Linked DNA regions of Muntiacus reevesi: region 1 is linked to region 2. The links are chromatin contacts, called in public Hi-C maps. All regions are on one chromosome and are shown on one strand. The core of a region is the stretch at or near the end of the contact, and the rest is flanking DNA. Distances in the headings are between cores, read along the strand shown.

The links. Hi-C and Micro-C count contacts between places; a contact is called where the count stands out from the background.
Region 1: a Hi-C map of muscle shows a contact between it and region 2, with 7 times the contacts expected there. The contact joins the promoter of DPF1 here to the promoter of SIPA1L3 in region 2. A contact is called at or near these places in 2 of 3 Hi-C or Micro-C datasets (blood and muscle).

What each region holds. Positions count from the first base shown.
Region 1 is chr2:260,001,075-260,003,774 of mMunRee1.1, forward strand. It overlaps DPF1 (double PHD fingers 1), which reads right to left and starts at 1,256. Exons shown (of 12, transcript XM_065920571.1): 1 at 1,224-1,256. The coding sequence starts at 1,252.
Region 2 is chr2:259,737,506-259,740,205 of mMunRee1.1, forward strand. SIPA1L3 (signal induced proliferation associated 1 like 3) reads left to right here and starts at 1,330. Exons shown (of 22, transcript XM_065926010.1): 1 at 1,330-1,768.

The DNA.
Region 1 (2,700 bases), core at 6-2,505, 260 kb after region 2:
CCCCAACCCGGGACTCAAGCGGGCCTCGAGCCAAGGAGTGGATACAATATAGAAACAGATAAAGATACACCAGGACACATCCATTCAGGCACATATCCAAATGCACAACACAAATGTATCGCACAGTCACACAGGATTCACACACAAAGAGAGACATATCCCAAGACTCACAAAGGGAGAAACAGACACATCTCACATATGGGCACACACAAATATCTACTGAAAGACACAGATCTCGCAAGTTCCAGTGTAGAAACAGACAGATCACACACGTGTCCATGCACAAATATACATCACATATCCAGAGACACACAACATAAATAATCACCCACACAAAGACATACAACATGTAAACAGATTACACACCACACACTCACATTCACTCATGCATCCAAAGACACACACACAGGTACACAAATGTTAAGAGAAAAAATGTTAAACTACCCATATAGGCACTTACACACATATCCAAATACACAACACGGATCACATACAATTCAAATACACTATACAAAGAAATCTCACAGATTCACACAGGATACACACACACAGTCACAAAGATACACAATAATATAGAAACCAACATCTAAAATACCACATATTCAAATACACAAAGATACACATATACTCAGTGTAGAAACAAATCCACCCATATTCACACAAAAATTTGCACATAAATACAGGAATACCTACATATCCAAAGACACAGAACACAAATGATGCACAGTTTCAAAGGACATGCACACACACACACTCAAAGACTCAAATATCCAAAGATACCTAGAGTAGAATAAAAGAAATCAAATACACATCCACACACATATCCAAAAATAAAAAATAAAAAACACCAGAATCCGAACAAGTGACACACACTCCATATCCCAAGACAAAGGTACTGTGAGCTTCACTCAAGTTTACCAAGGTCCCCGCGCCCCTAGTCCATTTCACCCTCTCCCCAACCCCGGGGGTCTCAGGGCGGGACATGACCCCCTTTCCCGAAGAGGACTCGGAGTTCCGCACACTCTCCGCTCCTCCAGGAGCCGCGCGTCGGACACGGTTCTTGCCAGAGACCCACAGTCACACACACTCGCAACCCCGCGCAGCCCGGCCCACGGTGACAGCCCCCCAGACACCCCATCGGCCCCACCCCCAGCCGCCACACACACACACGCCCGCGCGACCCGCCCGCACGCCCTCCCCCACCTCCCGCCGGCCCGCAGCACCTCAGGGGGCCGGGGATGACCGTGGCCATCTTGCTCCCCGGGTCCTGCCCCCAGCAGGTCCCCGCCGGGCCGGTCCTCCCAGCGCTCGGGCGGGCGCTGAGGCCGCCCATCCATTCATTCCCGGGGGGCGGGAGCACCGGGGCCACAGCCAATCAGGGCGGCGGGGCGGGCCCGCCCGGGCCATGCTGGGAGTGGTAGTTCCCCGCCTGGGGCTGGCGGGACCCCACCGGGAAGCCGGTCAGAGGTGGGGCCCGAGGCACGCAGAGCCGCTCACGCACGCTCACCCGTGCACACCTCGGAGTCTCGCACATGGGTCTACACTCACGCATGCACACCTGGGCTCGCACACACCCACACACGGCGGCTTACACACACGTTCACACATATACTCACAGCCTCCCACGCAGACTCACGCACACTCCCTCTCCCACACCTTCGCACAGACTCGCATACATTTGCACTCACACAAACACTTGAGTGCCAAGAGACTTAGAGACACCGTACAGATGCCCACGCAAACGTCCCGCCAACGCACGGCTCCCTGACGCCGCCCCTGCCCCCAGTCCCTCCTAGCTCTAGAGAACCCTCTCGGTCCCGGTCTCTGGTCACCGTCCGGGCTGTCTCTCTCACGGGGACCACGCCCGACTCAACGCCTTCCCAGGCCCGACAGCAGCTGTGCTAGTTCGTTGTGTACTGTAGCCACACTTCCTGGGTTCAAATCCTGACTCTGCCACTCGGTGGCCATGTGACCCTGGGCAAATAATCTTTCTGGGAATCAGTTTCCTCATCTGTAAAATAAGGATGATGCCTCCTTGGATTATTGTGAGGATTACATGAGTAAGTACTGGGGTGTGCATGCGTTAAGTCGCTTCAGTGGTTTCTAACTCTTTATGACCCTGTGGACTGTAGCCCGCCAGGCTCCTCTGTCCCTGGGATTCTCCAGGCAAGAATACTGGAGTGGGTTGCCATACCTTCCTCTGGGGTATCTTCCCAACCCAGGGATTGAACTCTTTATGTCTCCTGCATTGGCAGGAGGGTTCTTTACCACTAGCGCCACCTGGGAAGCCCTTAAATATTGGTAAATTGCTTCAAAATCACCTAACGGTGACTTCACTGTTGGTCCAGTAGTTGACTCCGCACTCCCACTGCAGGGGGCACGGGTTGGTTGGGGAACAAAGATCCCTTAGGCCACGCAGTTTAGCAAACAAACAAACAAACAACAAACAAAACAAAAGGTACCTGGCAGGTAGTAGGTGTTCAATAAATTCATTCATTCCACAAAGAGGACCTGATGTGTACTGAGATGTGAAATGGTGATAGCTAACCATCATTAGAAAGAATAACGCTTGGCATATGTGTGTTAGTCAGTCGTGTCCGACTCTTTGCAACCCACGAACTGTAGCCCACCAGGCTCCACTGTCCATGGGATTCTCCAGGCAAGAATACTGGAGTGGGTTGCCATTTCTTCCTCCAGGGG
Region 2 (2,700 bases), core at 80-2,579:
TCAGAAAGGTAACTCTGGTTGTCTTTCTACAGGTGTTCTGTACACACACAAGGATGTATGTGGAAAAAAACTACTTTTCTTACACAAATGTTAGTACGCTATATTGTTGTTTGATCACTAAATCATGTCAGATTCTTTTGCAATCCCATGGACTCTAGCCTATCAGGTTCCTCTGTCCATGGGATTTCCCAGGGAAGAATATTGGGGCCAGTTGCCATTTCCTTCTCCAGGGGATCTTTCAGACCCAGAGATTGAACCTGTGTATCCTACATTGGCAGGTGGATTCTTTACCGCTGAGCCACCAGGGAAGCCCAGGTGTTATACACTGCATTTTTCTCACTTAATAATCTTAAAGATTAACTCATATTAAAACATACACTTCTGTCTCATTTTTCAACAGTTGTCAGCTGCATGGTATTCCATTGTCCAGCTGAACTATCATTTATCTAATGTCCATTAATAGAAATTGGGCAGTTTCCAGCCTTTTGCTATAACCCATGTCACAAATGAATATTTTTGTTAATGCCTCACAGTTTAAAACTGAAGCAATGTAAACCTTTTTTTCATTAAACATAACTTTATTTTAGATATACTGGTTTAAATTATTAAAATTTCACCTGTTTAATTTTTTAATGTAAATTTTAAAGTTGCAGATTTGGCTTGCATTATACTTCTATTAGACAGTATTGCTTTAGATTATCACCTTCCGATGGTGGTCTGGACTTTGGTTCCTTGAGAGTAGGAACCGAATCTATCTTGATTTCTCCCCTGTCCTGATAATCACCCAAGCTGGCATGAAGTAGGTGCCTAATACATTTTTGTTGACTGAATGAGCAAATGAATCACCCTCTGCCCCTCTCCCAGGAATAGAAATATATACTTCCCAGTTCAGTCTCATTCAGCATCTTCTTGGAAGTAAGGAGATGGGAAGGGTATTGACTGGTTTTTCTTGACCAAAGAACCTTGCAATTCCAGCTAGTTCCTTCGGTAACCCCTTATTTAGTAGTAGGAACGCCAATAAAAAATGTCGGATCCTTGATTATGTCGGCATGTGGACTAAATTTTAACAAAATCTCCCCAGCCATAGGTACTCAACGAACACTGGTTACCCTAAGAATGTGCGATCAACGAATGAATGATAGGTAACATGGCTTCCAGGGCAACCCCATGGGTGGTGGTGAAGAGACTCCCGTCGAAGGCAGAGCTCCGGAGACTCCTACTACGGGGAGAGGCGACCAGACCGGAATCCCAACACATTCTGGCATCCCGGCTCTCCGCGTGGGAGGGAAGAAGGGCGTGTCCGCCTCCTCAAGGCTGGGGCCGCGCCTGTTACCTGCGACGACTGGGCTCCAGACAAGGGACGGGTACGGCGTGTGTGGCGGCACTCCGAAGCTATGTGAAGGGCCAGACCTAGAATAGGAGCGCCAGAGGAGCGACCTTGGGGATACTGCGGGAGGACTCGGCCAACAAAACGGTTAGCTCCCCAACCCCGCGCCCGGCGGACTGACCAAAGCAAGGGGAGTGAGCGCGCGTGCGCACTGGCGCGCGCCCGGCAGGAAAAAGCCCAGCGCGAGACCCCGCGCGCGCGCGCGTTCGAAAGGAGAAAAAAAGTCTTCCCCGCGGGGGCCCGCGGCAATTTAGGCCGGAGTTGGCCGGCGAGCGCGCGTGCGCGAGCGCGCATAGAAGCCTTTCTCCTCAGCTCCCCTCGGTTGGGGGTCTAGCGCTGTGTTCCGCTGCTCCCACTTCTCCAGAGGCTCGCGCCCTCGGGGTAAGTACCTCGCGCCTCGCGGAAAAGGAGAAAGAGGGTTTACTGAAGGAAGGGAGGAGGCGGATAGAGCTGGGAAAAAGGAAAAAACCGCCTTCGCAGAGCAAGGAACGCAGTCAACGGGTTGGAGTCCACAGAAGACACACCTCCATCCCTCACGCCCCTCGGGGCTGCGGAAGTACTCTGGAGACTCGAGCGGCACGGAGGCGACAGGTGGACTACCATTCCCAGAAGGCGGCGCGGTGCCGCGCCTACTGCTCCCGGCAGCACCTGCGCATCAGGCTTTTTTCAGTTTGCGGCCGCCTAGGGCGAAACTACAGTTCCCAGGAGGCCTCGCGCGAAGCGGCTTGGAAGTGGGCAGCCTGGAAGTCACTCGGGCCACTGGAGCTGGCGGCGTCTCCAGCAAGCGGCGCGGATCTGGACGCCGCGGTCGTGGGGCCCGCGGGGCGGGCAGCCGGGACACCCAGGTGTGTGGCTCTGGGTGCAGGGTTGGCCTTGTGCTAGGGTGGCGAGGAGTCGATGTCCAGTCGGACCCCGAGGGTCAGCGCGGGCGAGCTACTGGGCGGCCGGCCGGGTGTGGGCACCGGCTGTTGGGGGGCGGCGGCGGCACTCTCACCCCCCGGACCTGGCCGGATTCGTGCCCGCATGCTTCAACTTTCCAGACTAGCTACCGGCGCCGTTGCGGAAAAGCATGGTATGGGAGTCGGGTAGCGGTGGGTTCGCGTACGGACTCTGCCTCTCGGGAGGTGCAATCTAGGGAAACCGCGCCGAACCTCAGTTTCTCCTTTCGGTCAAACCGGGGAAGAATAGTGTCTGTCTTATGCTGGGAATTCTGTTGAGATGTTGAGATCCGATGAATAAAGCGTTTGGTACATAGAAGACACTTATTGCTTGCTTGCTTTATTGTTAGCTCCGGAGAAATGGGATGAAGGTAT